Linked DNA regions of Mus musculus: all the other regions are linked to region 1. The links are chromatin contacts, called in public HiChIP or PLAC-seq and promoter capture Hi-C maps. All regions are on one chromosome and are shown on one strand. Each heading gives the region's core, a stretch centred on a gene start, on an enhancer-like site or on the middle of the called end of the contact. The rest is flanking DNA. Distances are from core to core; before and after follow the strand shown. Region 1 holds the start of Zfp689 (zinc finger protein 689). Region 2 holds the start of Gdpd3 (glycerophosphodiester phosphodiesterase domain containing 3). Region 3 holds the start of Tlcd3b (TLC domain containing 3B).

Region 1 (3,882 bases), core at 1,002-3,501:
ATCCCAAGAAAGGCTCCCGGTGTACCCAGAACTCCGGTGTTTTGGAGAGAGCATTGGCACAGATGACCACTCACAGCAGCTTTAGAGCTTTGTGAGCTGGCTGTGTGTGCAGTGGATGTCAGACGAGTGCCACTGCCAAGCCCTCTGGAGCCTAGAGGAGCAGAGTCTCAGAAGGCTGGCACTGAGCGTCACACGTAGACTTTGGGTTTGATTTTACTGTAACTGTGCACTGGTTATTACTTCTTGGAATAAACAAGTATGTAACTTTTTTTTAATAGGAACCCATAGTTAATTTTAGAGAGGTTTTGGATATGATAGAGAAACTTTGAAAGAGACTAGGTATTTTAAGGAGAGTCTGAATTGAGTGTTTGAATTGAGATCTTGGAATGAACAAAAAACAAAGGTTATGGTTAAAAGGGATGGGTTTGTGTGTCATGCTAACAAGGGGTCAATTGTGCTGACTTGTTTTATGCCAACCTGATCCAAGCTAGAGTGATTTGGGAAGAGGGAACCTCAACGGAGAAAAATGTCCTCACCAGATTGGCCTGTGGTACATCCTTTTCTTTTTTTTTTTGGTTTTTCGAGACAGGGTTTCTCTGTATAGCCCTGGCTGTCCTGGAACTCACTTTGTAGACCAGGCTGGCCTTGAACTCAGAAATCCACCTGCCTCTGCCTCCTGAGTGCTGGGATTAAAGGTGTGTGCCACCATGCCCAGCGTGGTACATTTTCTTAATTAGTGATTGATTAAGGTTGACATGGGAGGGCCCAGCCCACTGTGGGTGGTGCTATCCCTAGGCAGATGTTCCTGAGTGTGTAAGAAAGTAGGAGAGCAAGCAGGAGGCAGCCTTCCTTGTGGCTTTCTGCTTCAGTTCCTGCCTTGATGTTCCTGCCCTGCCCTGCTTTGATGATGGATGTTTACATGAAAATATCAATGAAATAAACCCTCTTCTCCCCAAGCCACTTTTGTTCATGGTGTTTATCACAGCATAGAAACCTCTGACCAAGACAACTCCCAAATATGCAGCTGTTGGTCTAGGAGCACTTTGAGAGAGTTGTAAAAAAAAAAAACAAAAAAACCTTGGACTGTATTTCATCCAGTAGTTCACAAGCCTAGATGAACATTCCAATCAATGGGGCTTTTTCTTTTTTAAAGTCAAGAGTGAACCAGGGGCTAGAGAGAGATGTCTCAGTGGTTAAGGACTCTTTCTAGTCTTCCCAGGACCGATGGGAATTGGAGAAGTTCAATGGAAGCTAAGTCCCGGATCCTGGAAAGCAGTAGTTATCTTTTTCAAAGCTCAGTAATTCACTTATGTCAATGAAGTACCGTTTGTAGTTCGTATGCCCACAGTACAAGCAACCTGGTTAACTCTCATCAGACGACAAATTTAGATTGGGTCGACAGTTTAGGGCATTACTCAGGAAGGCAGTATGGTTTTCGTGGGTATTTTTCACTCACTTCTCTGGAATGTTACCCATCTCCGGTACTCCTGCGGATCTAGGGCTGCTGGTTCCCAGTCATCGGTATTTCGTTCCAACCAGGAGATGAGAGCTGGTTTGGGACCTGCGCATCCTGGGGAAGGAGAACCAGTCAGAGAGCTGGCCCGAAGAAAGGATGCTAAAAAATAAACGCCAACCCCTAACAAGCCGATCGCAGGTCAGGACCCTAGGCTCCCTGCCCCCACTCTACCCCGCCCTCAAGCTCCATCATCCCTTAGGCCCCGCGTAAGCAGATTGGGCCGGGCCTCACCGAGCGCGCCCAGGAGGCCGTAGGTCTCGCGCATCACATCCCGGTACAGAGTCCTCTGAGCGGGCTGCAGACACCCCCACTCCTCCGAGGAGAAGTACACGGCCACGTCCACGAACTTCAAGGCCCTTGGCCTCCTGCCCCTTTTCCGAGTAGGTCCAGCCTCTCCGACTGCCCGCAGGAGAAGCGGAGCCGAAGGTGGCGCCATCGGACCTGCTCCCCGGCCTTGCCACGGGGACCCGGAGACCTAGAAGCTCCGTCGGGAAGGCCCGGAGGAAATCTGAATCGGCTGCCTGAGGGGCCGGGCGGCCCGACACAGACCGTTATTCAGGGAACTCCCGCTGGAACTTGGGTGAGAGGCACCGGAAGATGCCTTCGGGGAAGATGGCGGCGCTGCTCCTGCACCACCGCTGCCTAGAACACAGGCAGGTTCCAGCTATCGATTTTATTGACCCGAACGCCATGCCGACTTCTTAACCTCCTTGCCCTAAAGTGTAATGGCGCTGCGAGATGGCTTCTTGCCTACTTTCCTCCTATCTATTGCATTCGTTTATTGGTTGGTAGCTGAAGATCGGGCGTTCTGATTGGTCATCAATGAAGGCGGCCCATTTGAATGAAGCCAACGGATTCTTAAGGGCAAGAAGGTGGATCCTGTGTCTCTAAGCCGGTTGTGAGAAGTCTTATGAATGGGAGGCTTTTCTTGTGTTCTCCAACGCTTGTTTGCCCTACTTGGAGAAGACGTTTCTACAGGTCTTCCAAAGGGAAAGTCACACAGTGACAACATGGATTTTTGAACAGCTACATCCTACGATCATAAAGGTGTCACAGCCAGGAATTCTGAAAAGTACTAGATGAGAAGGGAGCGGTGGTAAGGATCTGGTGCACAAAAGGCGCGTCTGGTAAAATTGAATGACTAGAATGGTAAGTTGACTGGTCTTGTACCTTGGGCAGCTCCTAAGTAGTCTATAGAAGTGAATGGCCTACCTGAGTACCAAGGAAGTTCGCTTGTTTAGAGGTGAGACCAATAGCTTTGGGCTTACCCTTTCTTTGTACAGTGGAATGCACATTTAGGCTACCAGGGGGAACAAAAGACAGATGGCTAGTTGATCCTTTCATTTATAATGAAGCAGGGAAATCACCCCTGTACCGTTGCTTTCCGAAATAGTGCAGCTGTGTCAACGTGTGTCAGGAGTGCATGGGCAACATAGACCCTGTTTTTAAATGAAGAGTGTATAGCCCAGTGGCAGGCATTTGCCTAGCATGCATGGGGCCCAAAGTTCTATAAAAGTATTTTTAAAATAGATACCCAGGACTGGGTATGAAGCCGAACCTATTGCTCCTTTCTGAATAATTATCAGGTAAGGAAGACTGCACAGAGGGTAAATAGGATTCGCACATCTAGAGGCCACACAGAGAGGCTGTGCCTTCGCTGCTGAGAGCCAGCCAAGCACCTGGACTATTCGAGTAGATGGTGTCTGAAACTTTATGTCTAGAGTCCTGGACTCCCCCCTCCATAGAGAACTACAACAAAAATCATAAGACAGCCGGGTGCAGTGGCACGCACCATTAATTCCCAGCACTTGGGAGGAAAAGGCAGGTAGATCTCTTGAGTTTGAGGACATCCTGGTCTACAAAGTGAGTTCCAGGCTATCCGGGGCTATCTCAAAACCAGCCTGCCTCAAAAAACAAATGAACAATAAAACCCCCACAAATCTGGATCAGCTTCCTCAAAATCTGTTACTAGACATAGGAATGAAATCCAAACATGGAATGTCTTCTTTGTGGCTCTAGCAACTCTTATGTTGGGCAAAACGCTTTAAGACTAATTTCTCCCCAGCTGGAGAAGTGGCTCAGTGGTTAAGAGCACTTGTTCTGGGGCTGGAGAGATGACTCAGCAGTTATGAGCACTGATTGCTCTTCCAAAGGTCCTGAGTTCAAATCCCAGCAACCATATGGTGGCTCACAACCATCTGTGATGAGATCAGATGCCCTCTTCTGGTGTGTCTGAAAACAGCTACAGTGTACTTACATAAAATAAATAAATAAGAAAAAAGAGCACTTGTTCTTACAGAGGACCCAGATTCTGTTTCTAGCACTCACATGGTGGCTAACAATCATCTGTAACTGTATTCCAAGAA
Region 2 (3,882 bases), core at 432-2,931, 680 kb before region 1:
AGGAGCCATTCACCTTCGACATGGAGCTGGATGACCTCCCCAAGGAGCGGCTGAAGGAGTTGATCTTCCAGGAGACAGCCCGCTTCCAGCCAGGGGCGCCAGAGGGCCCCTAACAAGAACAGACACCCCTGTCCTTTTGGATCTGGTGAGTGCCTCCCAAGGCCCCCCCGCACAGCCACATCCCAGTCAGAGGCTGTCCAGTCTGGGTGCTGCTGCATCATCTCTGCATATCCACATGTGGTAACAACAAAGGGCCAGGGTCATGTATGAGCGAGCATCCTCCAGCCCATCCGGATGAGAGATCCGCCCCTTATGAGCAGCCACTCCAGGCCTTGCCAGAGTATATCATGATGCTTTGAGAGGAGCCTATAATCACAGTAGCACTTGGTGGCTGCTCTTGTTAGCTGCAGATAAGGAAGCCAAGACCCACAGAACTTGACAGTTCAAAGACGCTGGGGTCAGGGCTCACCCCGCTGACCATTCCTTTCTGTCCGTTTCTTCCTTCAGGTCCTGCTCCTACCTGCTCCTTCTCTGCAGATTGTTAGAAAGTGAACTTTGCTCAACCCAGACCCCGGCAGCCCAGGCTGGACCAAGGGTGGGCCTGGCCACCTTCTCTCACTTTGCTGGGGTCTCCTGCTTCAAGCAGGCTTCTCCCACTCCAATCCCCTGCCCCATCTCCCCATAGCCTGAGTGATGAGGTGGCCCCAGAGCTGATCTCTGCTGCTGTGTCTTTATCTACCCTTGCTAGCCCCGGCTCTGGTAGACCGTTCTGGAATGGAGGGGCTATGATCGTCCTAGGACCTGTGCTACGGAGGGGTGGAGGGCACTGAGTAGGGCTCTGCCCTATTCATCTTGTTGGAACCCCACCCCATTTTCCCTGACAGAACATTCCTAAGTCTCAAGGGCTAGTTTCCCTGAGGAGCCCAGGCCTAACCCTCTCTCTCTCAAGCTGCCACATGTAACGCCCTTGCTGCTTCTGTGTGTGGGTGATTGGATGTGGGGGTGGGGCCCGTGGAGAGCCGGTGCCCCTCCCCATCTCCCCGTGCCTGTATCTAATATATAAATATAGAGATGTGTATATGGATGAGCCTGCCTCTGTCTGTGTATGTCGACGCGACCCCAGCATACCGCACTCACAACTGCCCCCTGCCTCCAGCTGTGGCTTTACATGGCCCTGGTAGTCTTTGGCTCCAGCTGGCCAGGGATGAGGTTGGGTTCTAAGGAGTGTCAGTCTCTGGGAAGGGGTCAGTTTCCCTTTAGTCACTGTCTTCCCTAACAACTTCCTGTTTAACTGCTTGGAGTGAGTTGGGGTGACTCAGGGGTACCTTACACACCCCCAAATTCCCGGGAAGTGGCAAATGTGTAATAAGTTACAGATCCTGTCCACAAACACCTATGGGAGGCAGAAAGATCTAAACACTAGGGGGTGGGGCTGCTTAACCCCCCCCCCCACATGGTCAAGAACAAAAGGGGGTGCTGGGATCTGTGAAAGGTCTCTGGACATGGAACCCAGGGCTGCCTGCCTCAGTTCCTGTGCCTGGCCCCAGCTCTGGGCCATACTGCAGTCTGGCCACGTTCCAGCAGCACCCAGCAGGCTCAGCAGGTCCATGGGCGTGGCGCTGCCCGGTGGAGGAGCCAGCCTACACTGGCTGAGCAGGCAGGCTCGGCCCCGGGCATCAGAGCCCTTTGGGACAGGGAAGGCTGTGCTTTTGACAGAAGCCTGCCGTGGAGCGAGGCTATGATCCCTCTCCTGTACTTTGTTCTGCCCACCCTGGGCAGTTACGTCATGCTCTCCATCTTCTTCCTGCGCCGACCTCATCTGCTGCACACGCCGCGGGCTCCCGTCTTCCCTATCCGCCTGGCTGCCCACCGTGGAGGTGAGCTGAGTCAGGGAGGTGGAAGGGCTGGAATCCATGTAGGGTGGAGTGAGCCTAACAAGACAGGTGTCAGGGTGGGCAGCCCATCCTCAAGGTGCAAGGCATGATTGAATGTTAAAAAGAGCGAGGAAAGGAGAGTCTTGGGGCCTAGAGGGCATGTGGCAGGGAAGGAGAGGCCAGTTCAACTGATTGGAAGAGAGGAAGCCTAAAGCAAGTGGGAGACCGTCAGGAAGAAAGGTAAGCAGGAAGGTCAAGCTAGGTCCCGGGGATCCACCCAAACTGCTTTCCACAGGGTCTGGGGAGCGACTGGAGAACACCATGGAAGCAGTAGAGAAGTGAGTCCAAGCCCCATCAAGTTCCATGTGAGGTTGTGGGGTTGTGGGCTGTGCTCTGCAGGACAACCAGGAGTGCTACTTACTCGCTTCATAAACTGGGTATCTGGAAGTCCTTGGAACTGTGGAACTGGCCACATGTCCCACCATAAATTCTGTGCCAATATTTCCCCTCCACTACATGCCCTGGTCCTTCCTGTGTCCTTTTCCCCCACCAACCTTTGCTCCCATAGTTCCATGGCCCAGCGAGCAGATCTCTTGGAATTTGACTGCCAGCTCACCCGGGATGGCGTGGTGGTAGTGTCACACGACAAGAACCTGTCCCGCCAGTCAGGCCTAAATAAGGATGTGAACACCCTGGACTTTGAGGTGAGTTTTGCAGCCCCTCACACTGAGAGCTGCATCACTTTCACGCGTGTACCCTGATGATGCTTCTCTGCTCTCCACAGGAGCTGCCCCTCTACAAGGAAGAGTTGGAAATTTACTTCTCACCAGGTAGGATGCGTGTAGCCACCCTTGAGCTGCCTAGCCATCTTCTTATATACTCTCATTAACACGCCCCCACCCCCAGCCTGTTTATCCTACTCTGACCCCAGTTTTTGTGACACCCCTCACCCCTGCCCAGGCCATTTTGCCCACGGGTCAGACCGGCACATGATTAGTTTGGAGGATGTATTCCAGAAATTTCCAAGGACTCCCATGTGCTTGGAGGTCAAAGAAAGAAATGAAGAACTCATTCACAAGGTAGTACTATAGCCCGGCAGCTGAGGGCAGGCCTCAGAAAGGCCTGGTTTCCTTTATACCACTTCTCTCCATCCTAGGTAGCCAACCTGACTAGGCGCTTTGACCGGAATGAGATTACTATTTGGGCTGCAGAGAAAAGCTCAGTCATGAAGAGATGCAGGGCTGCTGTGAGTCCCTCTTTCTCTGCCATGGGGTTAGAGGCCACCGCAACCCAAGGAGGGAGGGCCCCAGGAACTAGCCTTCAGCATAGTCCCCAAGAGCAGGATTGGAAAAGTGGAACACGTGACTGTATAGGCATGGTGTTAACCATGAGACTTGCTCTGGGAAACCTCCAATACTGGCTGTGTTGGTCAGGTGTTTGGTACTGTGACAGACTTCAGGCCACACGGCTCATTGTTCCAGAGGTTTTAATCCATATCACTTTGGTCCCATAGCTAGAAGTCAAGAGGGCATGAGAAGGAGGCCTCCACGTTAACAGCTTAGGGGCAGAGATAACGCCTGGGCTGGCTTCTTTCTTCTTCCCCATCGTCATGGGTCTGAGAGGTGGAAAGAGCAGGATATATACCACTTTTGGAAGGAGATGCCGGGCTGCTGCTTCCCCTACGAGCCCCTTCTGAGCCTACGGAGAAGCTGCTGCCCGAGTTCCGGGTGGGTCTCCTCCCTTGGCTAATTTTGTGAAAACATCCTCACACATGCTCACAGGTGTATTTCACCAAACTCCTAGGTACTACCACTTAAGCCAATCAAGCTGTCAGAATTAACCATTATACTGGTCAAGGTGTGACTGTGATATCCAGCTCTGACCCTTTCGGCAAGTACCACCTCTCTGCTGCCCATGATGCAGATAGATGGGTCTACCCTCTCACCTCTCCCCTGCCTCCCAGAACCCCGAGATGCCCATGGCCTTCACGATATGGCGATCGTTCTGG
Region 3 (3,882 bases), core at 670-3,169, 630 kb before region 1:
TTTGTTTTGTTTTTTAGGTAGGGTCTCTCTCTGTAGCCCAGGTTACATCTTCTAACTTTTGAAAGGTTTTGTATTTTGTTTTATCCCGTTACTCTTAGTGAGCCTCCTGCCTCAGCCTTCTGAGTGCTGGAATTTCAGGCCTGTCCCTTCATCTAGTAGCTCAAGCTAGGCTAAGTGCATCTATTTTTTGACAGGGTCTCCTATGTATTCCTGACTAGCCTGGGATTTTTGCCGGGATTTTGCTGTATAGACCTGGTTGTCCTGGAAGCCCCAGGGCTCTGCCTCCTCTGTCTCCTGTGCACCCCAGGGCTCTGCCTCCTCTGCCTCCTGTCACCACTGTCTTTGGATTTTCCTGAAGTGAAGCAAACATAAGCTTGAAATCCTACTTTACTAATAATGAACATAGCTATGTTATCTTGACACTTTAATAAACCCTCTAAGCCTTGGTTTCTCCTTCCTCAACCCCTAGAAGACTTAAGAAGCATTGACATAAACCATGCTCAGTCTGTAGTAAGACCTGGGAAAGTGGACCTCTTCCCCTGTGGTTTCCAGGTCTACGAAGGTCTCTAATAGTAGCCCCAACTCCTGCGGGTGTCAAGACTTCCCTCAGCCACTCCCACAGACTGCCACTAGAGGGCAGCACAAAATAGCGAATTGGCCCCTTCCTCTAGGGCGCAGAGGGAGTAGGCTGTGGGCTGGAAAGGTCAGTTGTCAGTAGATAAGTAGGCTCATCTCAGGGTCAGTGAGAAACTCAAGCTACAGTGAGGTGTCAGTCCCCATGATATACAAGTCTGAAGGACAGATGGGTTTGGGAAAGGCCAGGCTCTAAGAGGCCATGTGAGAGTGAGCATTAGTAGTTGTGTGCTAGGCCTAAATTACCCTGGCCAAAGCACGGGGCTGCTCTTCCCCTTGGATTAAAGGAGGAAGTTGAGTCAGCCAGCCACCAGGCTCTTCTGTGTAAGCAGGACTGTTCTGAGGAGTGGCCGAGGACAGGGAACCAAGGCAACAAGGAAAAGGGGACTCCAGGAGGCCATTGGCCTGAGGGAGGGGCCCCGGCTTCCATAACTCCACTGGGTTTTCCAGGCAGCAAGCACCCTCTGCTCTTCAAGCCCACCTTCTAACCCTCTCTCCCAGGCGAGCACTTCCTCTGTCGCCCAAGCTGGCTACCAGGAGTGATCCTCCTGCTCCTGGAGTGCCACCAGGTCTACATGACTGCTTCCTGTCTCCCAGTGCCCTGGTGCTAGCCATCAAAGCCATGCTGGAGGGCTCTGACAGCCAGCCATCTCTTCCCACTTAGCTCTGTTCCTGTCACATCTTAACTTTCTGATCTTGGGGAACCTTGGCTCCCACCTCAGGGCTATCCCCTGACCTCTGAAGAGCATAGGAGCATAGATTTCCCCCTGGGCTGTCACAATAGTGAGCCACACTCCTGAGGGAGTGACTCGTTGTGGTGCGAGTCGGAGTGCAAGCGAGGTGACTGATGTAGTTTCCACTCCCTCTGACTGGAGAGGCGGACGGGCGGGGTGGAGGGGGCTGTGGGTCTGAAGGACACCGTGAAATGGCTTGTTCCTATCTGTGCCTTCAGGGAACACACCATCTACTCAGGCTGCTTTCTTCAGGAAATCTTCTTGGCTGGAGTGAGCACCCCTAAGCTGAGATCCCTGCAGGCCACTGAGGGACACCCATTTATGTTTATAAGCACCAGCAGAAGGAAATGCCAGACATTTTTAAAGTGCTGACAGGAAAGGCGGCTCAGTACTCCTGCTAGGTGGAGGTGTCCGGGGGGGGGGGGGGGTTTAAGAGAAGAGCCATCCTTTCCCTAAGCCCTTGTCCCCAGCAGCCCCCTGCACTGCAGCTCCTGTCTCTTTAAGGGCCTCCCCCTCCCTCTTTCCTTGTCCCCCCCCATCTCTGTCGCAGCCGCTGCTGTGGCTCAGAGCTGCATGGGAGACAACGCTGCTGCAGGTCCGGTTTCTTGGTGTCTGGTCGGTGCCATCATTTCCCTCCCCCTCTCCCACCCTCCCCAAGCTGGTGGCTTCCCCTCCCCCTCCCCCTCCTCACAGAGGGGGCAGGGGGCTGGGCACCAACTCTATAATGCCATGTGCGGTGTCTGCACAGGGCAGCGGGGCTCTAGCGGCAGCAGCAGGAGGAGGTGGTAGCCTGTGGTGGCGGGAGAGCGGTGTTGACTGGTGACCGCTTGCCCAGCTGCGCCTCCGCTCCGCTCCGCTCCGTCCTTTCCTCCCTCCCTTTTTTCAGGGCTGGCACCACCGTCCCCCACCCCGCCTCCTTGGGCCCTCCCAGCCTCTCCACGTAAGCCCCCCCCCCACCTGCCGCGGTTCTCCCTCCCCTCCCCCACTGCATCTTCCTCCTCCTGTCCCCTCTCCCTCTTGGTCCTCTCATCAAGTCCTCCCTTGGTAGTCTCTCCCCATCCTCTCACCAGCGCTCTGTCGTCCCCCCCCCCCCCCCGCCACCTAGCTAGCCCTTTCTTTCTGTGTCCCCAATCTCATTGAAGTCCCTTTCTCCCTTGCCCTGAACTGGTCCTCTTGTCCCATCCTGTCCCCGCCCTGGCCCCTTTGTGCCTCCCCCTCCCTCTTTCTCTCTCCCTTTCTGGCTTGGCAATCCCTTCTTCACCTCCAACTCCCTCCCTCAATTTGGCCTTCCTGTCCCTTCTGGACCCTCTGGTCTCCCTGCCCGGGTTCAAGTCACCATGCTTACCCCAATGGTGGCTGGGGGGGTGGTGTTCCCCGGACTCTTCCTCCTATCCAAGAACACGCTCCAGAGGCTGCCCCAGCTGCGCTGGGAGGAGGCCGACGCAGTCATTGTCTCCGCCAGGTAAATGGCATGCCTTCCCCGAGAGTTCAGCCCCTCTCTCTCCAACAGGCTTCATGGGGAAGGGACCCCAGCACGCCCCTGGGCTCAGTAGTGGTGGGTAGGTTACATCCAAGCTTCCTTCCCTCCTTGGACCTCATTGAAACCCAGCCATCTGGACTACTATTGAGCTTGAGCTTGCTTCCCTTAGCACCTTCCTATCCTCCCTCTAAAGCAGGGCAGCATGTGACTAAACAGTCCCACAAGACACCCAGGAGCAAGCCAAGGGGCAAGACTGTGTTTTTCAGGGCTAGTGTTTGGGGGTCAAGGTGTAGAAAAGTAGACAGTGAAACTTGTATATCTCTAGAATAGGGCCGCCAGGAAGAGGGCCATGGTAAGAATCAGGAAAATAGTGGGAAAGTGTGTGTGTGGGGGGGGGGGGGGCTGGGGTCACTGGGGCCAGTGACTCTAAGTATGAGCCTCATGGTGTCTGGGTGCAGGGACAACTGGGACTCCCTTAGCCCTCATGGGTCCCTTCCCTCCCTCCCCAGGGAGAGAGAGCTCACTGTTAGGCACTGGCTCACCTCAGGACGCCTCCCTGGTGTCCTGGGAAGAAGATGATTCCACTGGCACAAACTAGGAATGAAGAAGGCTGGGAGAGGCGGGAACTGAGGATGGAAGCTAAGCGCAGCTTGGCTGAAAGTGATGGTGGGAAAGCCTGGCTTAGGTGGAGGCTGATGTGGAATCCTGAGGGGTAGGGTTTCCACAACACAGAGACGGGAGACGCACACCTGATTGTCACTCCTTCCTCTGTCTTCCTAGGTTGGTGTCCTCTGTCCAAGCCATCATGGCCTCCACAGCTGGCTACATAGTCTCCACTTCCTGCAAGCACATCATAGATGACCAGTGAGTGCCTCAGGACCACCCCGCCCAGGTCCCAGCGGTCTGTATGTGGGACCTGGGATCCCCCAGATCTGTAGTGGTCCCTAAACTCGGGATCAAGAAAGTTCATGTGATTGCTGCAACTCAATACCAAGGATAAATTTATCCTGTCCTGTCTTAAAGGTCAGGAGCAAG

Evidence for each region. Promoter capture Hi-C pulls out the DNA fragments that hold promoters and counts their contacts. HiChIP or PLAC-seq counts read pairs in DNA pulled down with a chosen protein or histone mark.
Region 2: a contact with region 1 is called in a FOXA1 HiChIP or PLAC-seq map of pancreatic cancer cells. The contact joins the promoter of Gdpd3 here to the promoter of Zfp689 in region 1. A contact is called at or near these places in 3 of 115 datasets of contacts at active chromatin or transcription factors (embryonic stem cells and pancreatic cancer cells).
Region 3: a contact with region 1 is called in a promoter capture Hi-C map of fetal liver, with 3 times the contacts expected there. The contact joins the promoter of Tlcd3b here to the promoter of Zfp689 in region 1. A contact is called at or near these places in 6 of 39 promoter capture datasets (fetal liver, hippocampal neurons, liver and 2 more), 1 of 115 datasets of contacts at active chromatin or transcription factors (microglia) and 3 of 9 other capture datasets (adipose tissue, liver and pancreatic islet).

The regions. Positions count from the first base shown.
Region 1 is chr7:127,446,907-127,450,788 of GRCm38.p6, forward strand. Zfp689 (zinc finger protein 689) reads right to left here and starts at 2,252. Exons shown (of 3, transcript NM_175163.3): 1 at 1,748-2,252; 2 at 1,457-1,570. The coding sequence starts at 1,952. It overlaps B130055M24Rik (a long non-coding RNA gene), which reads left to right and starts at 1,484. Exons shown (of 2, transcript XR_869949.3): 1 at 1,484-2,665.
Region 2 is chr7:126,764,733-126,768,614 of GRCm38.p6, forward strand. It overlaps Gdpd3 (glycerophosphodiester phosphodiesterase domain containing 3), which reads left to right and starts at 1,682. Exons shown (of 10, transcript NM_024228.2): 1 at 1,682-1,877; 2 at 2,170-2,212; 3 at 2,443-2,578; 4 at 2,659-2,704; 5 at 2,835-2,953; 6 at 3,031-3,120; 7 at 3,838-3,882. The coding sequence starts at 1,739. It overlaps Mapk3 (mitogen-activated protein kinase 3), which reads left to right. Exons shown (of 9, transcript NM_011952.2): 8 at 1-145; 9 at 508-1,084. The coding sequence ends at 113.
Region 3 is chr7:126,821,384-126,825,265 of GRCm38.p6, forward strand. Tlcd3b (TLC domain containing 3B) reads left to right here and starts at 1,920. Exons shown (of 5, transcript NM_029978.1): 1 at 1,920-2,829; 2 at 3,628-3,711. The coding sequence starts at 2,705.